Regions from separate parts of the Rattus norvegicus genome. Here region 2 is linked to region 1. A link is a contact called in public Hi-C data. All regions are on one chromosome and are shown on one strand. The core of a region is the stretch at or near the end of the contact, and the rest is flanking DNA. Distances in the headings are between cores, read along the strand shown.

Region 1 (6,049 bases), core at 2,983-5,482:
GGGAGAAAGGGTTAACATCAGTCCTTAATCTTAACTGAAATGATGGTGGAAACAGCTCAGGCCTCCAGTTACAGTTGGAAGTCTCCAGTTCCTTTCTTTCTCTGCCCTCTAGTGGACACTGCTGAGCGGAAACTGCGACAACTGTTTTCACCCTAAGTGTCCTGCCTAGTGTCCCCATGTTCTTATCATCCTCATAGTAACCCCCATTTAGACACTGGCTACAAATTCAGGATATGGACCAATGTATAGATCAAACTACCCAGAAGACGAGTTTTCATGGGGAAGTAACCCCTACCCCACTCAGTTTATCCCAAGCATTCAAGGGGCTTTATGGTGTCTGTTGTTTCGCTTTTCATTGTTTTTAGGTTTTCCTTTCTTCTTATTGGTAGGATCTTAATACATATCTCCTCCGGTGACCTGGAACTTACTATGTGGATCAGGTTGGCCTTGAACTCACAGAGATCCGTCTGCCTCTGCCTCCTGAGTGCTGGGATTAAAGGTGTGCCTCACCTGGCCTGACTGACTTTGTTTTGTGAGATGGCCTTGCTATGTGGCTCAGGCCAGCATAAGGCTTGAGAGTGTCAGTCTCTCAAGTGTTAGCATTAACAAGCACACACTAGGAGACTCGACTTACTCTCCTTTGTATTATAATAGCAATAGCTTTTCCTTCAGTTTTCTAACCATGGATGTATATGATTTAAACACCCACTGCCTATCCTACAGTAATCTGTTCTCGGATGTCATTAAAGCCTGCCCCTATTGTTCCAGGTCACCCTGGACTGAGAGGCAACAATACTGTCTCCACTCTGCGTCCTCCACCCCCTTTCCACTCCTATCCCACTGCACCCACTGAATATGAACTTCCATTGCCCATGAGCTCCTATGCATCCAGGCTGGTGAATTCAGCCAACATTTACAGAGGCAGACAGTGGTGGGAAAGGCACAACCCAACACAGCTGCCATCTTGAGCTAGAAACCACTGCCTTGACCTCCCTACAATACAGCCGCCATTCCCTTCATGGGATAGTTCTCATGGTTGAGTCCTTTCTCGTGGTTGGACCCTCCTTGACTGTAGCCCCTTCCCCCATCTCCTGACCCTTCGATTAACCGGCCATCTTATAGCATCTACATTTCTGCTAATGCCTTAGGACAGGTGAGCTCTTCTGTACTCTTCCTACCCTAAGCTGGGCTGTCCCCTGCCTTTACCTCTTGGGAAGGTCAGGAAGGCACTCTGGTTTCCACCATCAACACAAACAGCCAAGTTTCCAGGTTGAATCGCTACGCCTGCTCTCCCATACAATCGGCTAGAGCTAACCAGGAGGAGTCTGTTATACAGTGGCTTGCTTTAATGACCACCCTAGACATCACCTAAGAGCTCCTGCCCTCTGACCTCCTCTCCTTCAACCCAAGATGCACTGCACTCTGTGGGTGTTGAAGAAAATTAGCATCACAGAGTGGAGAAAAGCTGAGGCTAGGTGTTCAGACACATAGATGGGAATTTTAGTCTTAGTGACCAGCTTGAATTGTCTGTCTTAGCTATGGAAGCAGTGGGTTTGAATTGTCTATCTCAAAGCATCTATTTCCCCACTTCATACCTAGCACCCGGTTCCTGTAGGGATCTATGTGATTCCAGGAGGTTAAGGAGTAGATTGTCTATTCCCAGCCACAAGTATTGGCTTTGACTAACATGGTTGTTAATGTTTACATATCTATGCCCATAAATGCTGTTTGTTTATGGCTAACATGCCAATTAATATTCTGACTTGGCCTGGTGATCCCAGCTAGTCAGGAGACAGAGGCAGAAGGATCACAAAGCAGCCTGAGCAACTTAAGTGAGAATATGAAATGCTTCAAATTAAAAGGAAAAAAGGGGGCCTGGGAGGTAACACCACTGTAGAGTGTTTGCCTAGCATGCAGTCAGGCCCTGTGAAAAAACTTGAGCAGCACAGATAGGCACATGTATGTCAGGCCTTTTCCTGAGAATTCTGGGCTTTCACACTGAAAGAATGAATGGTGGGATTCAAAACTGAGATTCAGCATAGCTGCCAGTTACAGACCTGGTCCAGACCCCTGGGTCAAGCAAAGGCAGGCAGAAACATTAACTATTGGCAGGGCTATTCCTTAGTGTTGGCAGATGTAAAATGGGGTTATAGTGCCCACCACAGAGGGTTATTTAGAGCGGTCAATGAACTGATAGGAATTAAACTTAGAACAATGCCTGGGTCATCCAGGTGGAGGTGCTGGTGGTGGTGGTATAGAACCCAGCCTGAGGTTAAGGTTGACAAGAAGTCAAGAAAACGTCCTCAGAGCTCCGGTGACCTCTCACATCTTGGGATCAAACCGAGAAAGCAGTGTGACATACATCCTACCCTTGGATTTTTGGTGACACAAACTCAGAACTTCAATGATTTAAACCTGTTTGGATGAGTGTTGCTTGTTTCCCCTGAGGGAGGAATCCCTTCCTGTTCTAGTAACTGAGTGGTTTCTTTCTGCTATAAGTACAAAGCATAAAAAGTTCATTATCCACATCCCCCTTCCCAGAAAATGGAGTTGCCTCCGCTCTCCAAAGCATGCCAGTTTTCCCTGCTTCCAGGAAGCCCATTTCTACCCATCCGTGAGGAACTTCCTTCAATACCCTCAAGGTGATTTATCCTTCTATGGCAGTCACCCAAATGATTTCTGGGTAATTGTGGACACACAGTTCACTGACAAGGAAATAGGAATAACCTTGAGGGGAAATGTAAATCATAAACACAAGCTTTTCATCTCAGTAGACAGGTGAGTAAAACTCTTTAAAATGCATCAAGTATGCAGAGTTGAGGGAGAGGTGAGTTGAAACAGTCTACAGTTCACAAAACCAGGACCACATCTTACATAGTGGTATCTCTACCGACTGTCCCTAGACACTCACAGACACGTGCCCTGGAAGGTGTGCACAAGAGTGTGTAGATGTGCTCTTGGGAATAGTAAACGGAAGCAACTGATGTGTCCATAGCACCGTAGTACAAACGTGATACAAATAGTTACTTAATGAACTGTAGCTGCATGCAGAAGTAACACTTTAAAATTATGGCTTTGGTGAGGGTACTTGCAGAAAACCTGCTAAAAGTTATTTATAGAGATAGAAATATACAATGATTATACACAGGAGCGTATCAAAACGGAAAAGCATAAAAATGCTAAAAACAAATAAAAAAATCTAGTTAAGGTTGGGAGGACCGTTCATGGGAGAGCCTGGGAACTATAGTTTATGTTCTAATTCAGTAATGTGTTTTTTATTTTTACAGTGTTAAATAACCTTTGCTTGGGACAGCTTGTTTGTATAGCCCTGGCTATCCTGGAAGTCACTCTGTAGACCAGGCCACCTGCTTCTGCCTCTGCAGGGACTAAAGGCATGCATCACCAGACTAGATTGCATGCATATTTTTATTGTGATAAGATGTTTAGCATAAAATTTCCATATTTCATTCTAAGCATTTTTAAGTGTTTAAACACATCCACCTTTGTGCACAACCACCCATCTCTCCCATCACCCCATCTCTAGCATTTACCACCACTGTGCTTTAGGTTAACCAAGAAATCATTGCTGGGGCTGGAGACATGACTCAGTCATTTGGAGCCTCTTGCCAAAGACCCTGAGTTCCATTCCTAAGCTGACAACCATCTGTAACTCCAGTTTCCGGGTATCTGATGCGGTCTTCTGACCTCCACAGGGACCAAGTATGCACACAACGTGTATATATGAATGTATATAATATATAAATGTATAACATTTTTGCAAATATATGCAAAACATTCATACACATAAATCTTAAAAAAGAATCATTGCCAAGTCCAACGTTTTGACTCAGTTTTCTTCTGTTTCCCCGTTTTACCTCTTAAATCTTCGACCCCTTTAAATCAAATTTTCACTCTTTTTTTTGTATCACAAGAAATTTTTAAAAACAAAATCATGAGTATGGATCCAGAAGGGACCTTCCCGCTTTACAAAGAACCTGGAATGGAGGACAAATAGCGTGTCACATTCAACCGCTGCTACAGGGAGCTAAAATCAGCTTCTCCATTTAGCAATGGGAAGGTTTTGACAGTTAGCCAGCAGCTAACAAGCCACCCGGAAGCCCAGGAGTTCCGATAGGCGGGCGGCTGGCTCGGGTCCACCCATAACCACTCCGGCTCGGGGTCATTCCCCGCGCTAGAGGCCGGAGAGTTCTAAATTCCGGAACGGTGACCAGGAGATCGGGTAGGAGGGACAGCCGGGGCAGCTAAGCCGGTTGCTTTGGACTCCGCTCCGCTTCAGGGTGTTATCCAGGCCTAGGTTTTATTCTGCTCTCGCCCAGAAGGCTCTCTGGGACAGCCCCGGAAGAGGCGGAGCATAGAGAAGACTAGGCTCTGATTGGCTGTTCAGAGCAAGGCAGGCTAGGCGCGAGTTTTGGTATCCCGGGTTTTGGGAATGGTAGGATGGCGGCTCGGAGAAGTTTGAGATACTCGGGGGACCCCGGGTAAGTGCTGCCGCCCCGAAATCCTCTCGGGATAGGCTTGACCTGTTCCAGAGATTCCCCCAGCCCCGGGTCCTAGAACCGTGGGGAGGAGATACAATTCCATGAGTCAAGCTGTGTGGTAGAGGAACTCAGACACCAGCGTCGCTTCATGTGACAAATATTAAATATTAATCATCTCTGGCCTGTCGTCATTGCTTTTTATTTCCAAGACCCAGCTGTTTTCATAATAGAAAACATGGTCTCTGATGCAAACCAAATCTCTAGCGAGGGACCAAGCAGCCGTTTCTTTAGAGCTTGGACTGGCCTTGCCTAATTCCTAAAAGGATATTCAGGGTGCGGCCTGAATCTTTTTATTATAAAGAGAAGTGCGCTGAAAAGAGGTGACTAAGCCGCTTCGAAAGATTAGTTCGACCAGCTCCTGGCGAAGGATCTTCTGGGCGTGTCTGGTGTCCAAAGCCTGGTAGAGATCTGGATAGAAAGGTCTCCCCTGCGTAGCGGGTCTTGTGTAGGAAGATTACTTGTGGAAGATGGTGCTTGTAGCTAACCACAGGACAGAGTTGGTGGGGATCCACACTCAGGGAGCAGTGGGGAGGAAGATTTAAAAAGAAATTTAGGGGGCTGGAGAAAGGACTCAGTGGTTAAGAGCACCGACTGCTCTTCTAGAGGTCCTGAGTTCAAATCCCAGCAACCACATGGTGGCTCACAACCATCTGTAATGAGATCTGATGCCCTTTTCTGGTGTGTCTGAAGACAGCTACAGTGTACTCATATATAATAAATAAAAATCTTTTAAAAACAAAGAAATTTAGGGAGAGGGCAAAGGAGCTTATCAGGGGATGCTGGTTTGTGCTTTTAATTTTTGGTTGTTCGAGACAAAATTTCTCCGTGTAACCCTGGTTGTCCTGGAGCTCACGCTGTACCAGGCTGGCCATAAACTCAGAGATCACCTGCCTCTGCCTCCCAAGTGCTGAGATTAAAGGCATGAGCCACCACCGCTGGGCAAGGGAAAGGAGCTTAAAACTTGATCTGCTAAATCAGTGTTGTTTGTTTCAACATCTTGAAGTTTGAAATTTATGAAATCCGTTCATCCATCACTCCTAAAACACACAGGTGCATACAGCGAGATTATATAAATGGTTACTATAGAGATTTCCTTCCTTTGGAAGCTGCTCCAGGACTCCAGCCCAAAGGCAGAAGGAAATTTCTTTGTTTTTGGAGTGCACACAAGATACAGATGGAAAGAGTTGAGGCTAAGCAGTTTATGCCTCCAGGTTTTCCCACCTACTTCTGTCTCCAGGGGCCATCCTGAAGTCACTTGAGCTTTCTGAACCCAGAATCACAGTCTGTGGTTATCACAAAGCAAATGCTGTACGGGTCTGAGAATCAATTAAAGCCGGAGTTGGTTGGAAATGAGAAATCTTGCCCCCCCAACCCCATCCAGAATTCCTGGGGCATTATATGCTGGGAGCGTGGCGCCGATAAATCTTTTATATTGTAACCTAATACAACTGAGATGGTTTACAAAGTGATAGGTGTCTCCAGTGATTTAT
Region 2 (5,838 bases), core at 1,070-3,569, 230 kb before region 1:
GTGCTCTCTGAGTGAGTTATATTCCCGGCCTATTTCTTTGAGAAACAGCCTTGCTATATAACTAATTCTGGCCTTGAAGTCAAAATGCCTTGCCTTTACTTCCTAAATACTAGAATTCTAAGTGTCTGCTACCAGCCCTATGTTACATAGCTTCACCACTTCCCATCAATGAATGCCCCTGCCTTGGTCCCGTTGCTCAAGCTCCCTTCAGATGCAATGGAGCAGCAGGCTTGTCTCAAACCTGACATCCACTTTCTTACTTTGTGTCAGCCTCCCGAAAGGGTCCAAATGAGGCTGAGTGTCAGATAGCATCGCTTTCCTCCCTAGAGCTTGGTGGCGCCCCACTGGTGTACAAACAACACCGAATATGCCCGAGGTGCTTTCTGGAGACCCTGGCTGGGCAGCCTGGACTTGAGGACATCCTCCTGTCAGCCTCTCCAGTTATCTCTCCAGTCATACTTCCTTTCCCATCTAGGTTCTGCTCTGACGCCTTCTAGAGACCGTGGATAGGCCGCTGCTCTTCACTCATATCCCTGTCAGTTCTGAGAGTCGGCACCATTTCACATGGACAGCCAAGCCTCTGACAGCACCAGGTACATCCAGTCCTCCTCTTCAACTGGTTTTTATTTTAGTTTTTCATTCATTCATTCATTCATTCATTCATTCATTCATTGTTTCTCTTTACATCCCAATCGCAGTCTCCTTCTCCTCCCAGTCTCCCCTCACACCCCTCCTTTCCCTACCCCTCCCTTTCACCTCTGAGAAGGGGGAGGTCCCCCCACCCTGTGACCTCAAATCACTGCAGCACTAGACATGTCCTCTCCCTCTGAGGCCAGACAAGGCAGACCAGTTAGGGGAATGGGGTCCACAGGCAGGCAACAGAGTCAGGGACAGCCCCTGCTCCAGTTGTTGGGGGACCAAGCTGTACATCTGCCACATCTGGGGGTAGCTAGGTCCAGCCCTTGTATGCGTTTTGGTCAGAGGTTCAGTTTCTGGGAACCCCCAAGGGCCCAGGTTAGTTGACGGATGTTCCTCTGTGGAGTCCCGATCCCTTCCAGTTCCTCCATGACAGTTACTGAGAATCCCTGGCCGTCCCACACTCGTCGGTAGTTTTTCCTCTTTTGCTGTTGTGAACATGGCTTCCTGTCGGGTTCCCACCTCCCCCAGCCCTCAGTCTCTCACCTCCTCCTACACATCTCAGACACGTCTGCCTCTAAGGAGAAAAGTCTCCTCCTGTCCTGAATATTTCTTAATTCTATATGCTCTCGACAACTGGTTTGTTCTTCAAAAATGGACTCCAAAGCTCTGGGTCCTGTTGCCCATTCTGGAGACAAGGCAGGAGAGAAGCTGGTACCAGGAATCTACACTTCCTGGCCCGGCTCTTTCTCCTCAGCTTCGGGGATGTTACCTGGCCAGTGCCAACTCTGGGCTGCTTCCTTTTCTGGTCTTGGTTTCAGATTTCTAATTGTGACATTGAATTACAAGAAAGGAAATAAGGAAGGACCGTCTTGTGCGAAGGTGTCTCTGTCTTCAATTGTCAGCTTTCCGTGAAAATGTTTTCATATGAAATCTTCATGTCCTTCCTAACCCCGATCTGGTAGTGCCAGAAAACGGGCTGGGTCTTTTTTCTACCCAGTTCTCTATTTATTCTCATCCTTGACCCTGGCTTTCCACCAGAAATCAGAGCCCTCTACAGACCTTTCCACCCAAGTTCACGACAGCCTTCCCCTTTTTAGCTCTGGCAGTCAGTGAAAAATTTCCCACCCCCAAATTGACACATTCAAGGAGAAGAAGGTCTTCTCACCCTCGAGTTTATTTGTGTAATGAACCTTGAAGAACATTATAGTAAATACGTGTGTTTTCCAGGATGCCACAGAATTTCATTGGAAAACAATGAAACTAGATTAACCTGAGACCCCCCCCCCTTAGAAAATAAGGACTATAGGATTAGACCACAAGCAGACTAGTAAAGGGGATGGGGTTGTGGTACACCTGATTTTAGCCAGACTTTCCCAAGCTAAATCCAGATAAAACTGCTTCTGTATTAGTAAGTTGGGTGAGTGTGTATAATCTATCATTCAAAAAGTTTTTTTTTAAAGTCTTATGCGTTTGTTTGCGTGCTCGCATGGGCGCACCTGCCGTTGTGCGAGCTGCGTAGACACATCGATGTGGTCAGAGGACAATCTTGGGTGTCAGTTCTTGCTTGTTACCTCCTTTGAAATGAAGTCTTCATGCTCCCTGCTTCGTAGGCTAAGCCGAGAGGCCCATGAACGTCTTCATGCCTTTGCCTTCCGTCTCCCGGTAGGGGGCGCTAAGATCACAGACGTGGGCAGCTGCCTCAAGCTATGTATGGGTTCTGAGGAAGAAATCTCGCGTCCATATTTGTGCCGTTGTAAGTACTTCACCCACGGAACTACCTCCTGGCCCCTAAATATAGTTTTAAAGTACATTCGAAAAGAAAGACTAAGGAGGTAGAGGAGAACTGATTGAAGTAACTTTCACTGACTGAGCTGTCTGGGAAGTGCCAGCCACGGCTGCTACAGGTTGCACTGCATCCTATCTGCATCATGTCCCGTCCCAGGCTTACTTTCAACTAGAGCTGCGACAGATGTAATTAGTTAAAATGAGGTCCTATTGGAGCAGGGACAGGCCATTAACCCAGCCTGGCTGGTGTCCTTACAGGCAAGGGAGAGAGACGGAGAAGACAACAGAAACAGGATCTGGACCTGGGCAAGGTCAGCCACACAACAAACTCTACAGAAAGTCAGGGTACAAACACCATGGTTCGACTCTCAGCTCCATGTCGTTATAGCCTCCAGAACAAGGAACAGCTGAACCTGTTTTCCATGGCGACCTGTAGTGGCACTGAGAAGCTACAAAGATCAGTGGCTCTCCACCTTCCTGATGTTGCGACCCTTTAATACATGTTCCTCATGTCCTGGTGACCCCCAACCACAAAATTGTTTTTGCTGTTACTTCATTACTGTAGTTTTGCTACTGTGATGAACCATAATGTAAATATGATTCTGTGTTTTCTGATGGTCTTAGGGAAACCCTGTGGGGGGGCGACCCACAGGTTGAGAACCTCGGACATAGATGGCCTGCTTGTGGAACACAGGCTCATTTGGGTTTTTTAAACTGTCATGGACCTGCGTCAGTAATCATTAGTACAACAGCTGTTGGGATATCATGGCTGGTTCATACTAAGTTTACTGTTGGTTGCCAGCAGCTCTCCTACATAATCAGGTCTCTTGTGCTTACAAGGATATGAAAGGTTTTCGGGAAATTTAGTGAAAACCGTTTGGTCAGTGTTTCATCTGTAAACGCGCCACTTGCCTAATGATTGATTCATTGAATTTAGCGCGCTTTGTAGTTGACTAAATTTACCACTCATATTGAACAGGACGCCTTTTGCTGCAAGCAGAATTTTCCGGCAAGGCTTCATTCACTGAGATTCAGCTTTGTCTCACAATATTTATTATGTTAGCCTTAATTTATTTCTACTTTTTTTTTCTTTTCTTTTTTTCGGGGCTGGGGATCGAACCCAGGACCTTGCGCTTCCTAGGCAAGCGCTCTACCACTGAGCTAAATCCCCAACCCCCCTCTACTTTTTATTTTATTTCATTTTTTGGTTTTTCCAGACCCAGGTTTCTCTGTATCACAGCTCTGGCTATCCTGGAACTCACAGAGATCTGCCGGCCTCTCCCTTCTAACTATTGGGATTAAAAGCATGCACTACCACTCCTGGCTTAGCTTCAGCTTTGTTTAAAAGCTATCAGGCTAGAAGTAGTATAGTTCCCTTATGGATGAATATATTTAGGAACCAATAAGTCACATTTATCACCAGAAACTCTACCTCAGAATTTTAAATGAAAAAAAAAATTTCTGTTAGCATACTACTTTAGTTTGGATAACTTTCTGTGGAACTATCTTTCTTCTCAGTCCCCACTGGTAATTTCTAATGGCTAAACTAAAACCTAAATTTGTGTATAATATAAAGTTTTCCCATCACTTCTAGTTTAATTCTTACTTTATTCTTATTCTGCACATTAAAAATATCTCTGATTTTAAATGATGTCTGTGTGTGTGGGCTATGTGTACATGTGAGTAGACGAGCCTGTGGAGTCCAGAAGAGGGGGGGGGTCACTTCTCCTGGGGCTGGAGGCACAGGTGGTTGTCAGTCCCCAGACATGGATGCTAAGAACTGAACTAGAGTCCTTCAAAAACAGTGTGGGCCCTCACCATTAAAAATACTCCTATGGCCCTCTGTGTTTTACGTACACTTTAATTATTTTGACTCTATAGTCACAATTATTTTGCTATTATGATACAGTACACTGAATTTTAGAAAATATTCATATTGTCTTCTATAATAACATTGTGAGGGCTTAAGCCCCTCGAAAGCACTCACCCGTTCACACTTAATATTTCTGCCAACCACCAGCACACCCACCCACATATTCTTCTATTCCTAGGGCTGTTTGTTAGAACCGAGATGTATTTATATGGATTTCTCACAGACTGGAGTAGTTCATCAAGTTACCCAGGCACCAATCCCTTCAGCACTCCCATGGTTATATTCAGTAATAGAGTCATCATTTGAAAATGGCCGTTGTATGTCTCACCCACTGTGCAGCCTGCTCATCAAATGTCAGTGTCTTCTGTTCACACGTGAGACTCTGAGGACCTTGCTCTTTTGCATAAAACGTAAGCAAGACTTTCATTGGATGAACTATCTAATAAATTGGCGAATTATGCAAGTCAACAGGGCATGGGTTAAGTTGAAGACAAATGGAAGAAAGATGCTGGGTCTATGACTTTGTGACCAAATCCACGTAGCCTGACTCACTACATTGTCATCTAACCCATAGCACCTAACTGTCAAATGGGTCACAGTGCCTTGCTGTCAAAAACGAGGACCATAATACCCGAAATCTCCACAATACATCTTGCATCCGCGTGGACTTCCTGGAGGCCAGGGCATCTGATGACAGTGTCTCTGTCTTAGCTGCTCGTTATTTGAAGTTAGAATATTAGGTAACATTCAACTGAGATACAAGAAATCCAAGCTCTATGACACCACTGCTGTATGCAACTCTGTTGTGTGGTGGTCCAAAGCGTGTGCTGGAGAGGAGGGCCAGGCATCAACAGTAGCCTTGGTGGTCCAACCTGAGGCACAGGCTGAGTTGCTCAAGTACTAGATACGTCAACCATGTTAATTAAATCTGATCAAGGGGTTCTAGAACATATGAGAAAGCACACCCTTGAGATTTTGCAATGCTTTAAAAGAACAAGTGTATCAGGTTTCCAGGCAGCCCTCACTCGATTGACTTGACTCTACATTGGCTAAGTTATGCTATTTCCAAAGAAAGGAGTCACTGAGGGCCGTACAGATAGGTGTGGTCTCACACTTTCTACGGACTCCACAGGAGCAACAGATGTTCCTGAGTACAGGACTTGGCTTCCCCAACTCCTTCCAAGTGAAGTGTATCAGAGGACAGTGTTCCAAAGAAGCTTCCGGGCAGTTCCCAACAGCACTGTATGAGCAGGCCCTCCAGTGCACTCACCTGTCTTGGTGGCCCAGCTGTTTCCAAGTGAACAAGGGTGGTCTCGTCTTATGAATATCCATTCTCCACTGTTTCTGTAAAAGAGTGCTGTGAACACCAGGAATAGCTTCAAATGACACAGATTTAGAATTTTAAATCAATTTCACTTATGCCAACTGCAGAGTTGCTGTTCTGTGAAGGCTTCAAAGGAGATTATTTTTCAGATATTTATATTCTTAGGGTAATCCTTGCACCTTTCTCCAAAGCACATCTCTGTCACCACCACCATCAC

Evidence for each region. A called contact is a pair of places that touch in the nucleus more often than the background predicts.
Region 2: a contact with region 1 is called in a Hi-C map of liver, with 6 times the contacts expected there. The contact joins the enhancer-like site here to the promoter of Cenpu in region 1. A contact is called at or near these places in 12 of 12 Hi-C or Micro-C datasets (the A7r5 cell line, the Rat2 cell line, Schwann cells and 7 more) and 1 of 1 datasets of contacts at active chromatin or transcription factors (oligodendrocytes).

Annotation. Positions count from the first base shown.
Region 1 is chr16:52,469,845-52,475,893 of GRCr8, reverse strand. Cenpu (centromere protein U) reads left to right here and starts at 4,232. Exons shown (of 13, transcript NM_001025673.1): 1 at 4,232-4,499. The coding sequence starts at 4,459.
Region 2 is chr16:52,702,907-52,708,744 of GRCr8, reverse strand. LOC120097420 (a long non-coding RNA gene) reads right to left here. Exons shown (of 3, transcript XR_005494792.1): 2 at 5,568-5,641; 3 at 1,796-2,356. Among named protein-coding and RNA genes, the nearest start is that of Helt, 18 kb to the left of the region's middle. Within about 2 kb of position 2,319, at least 5 of the 93 cell types and tissues checked have an H3K27ac peak or open chromatin away from gene starts, as enhancers often do. A contact at or near this core is called in liver, where this site is marked.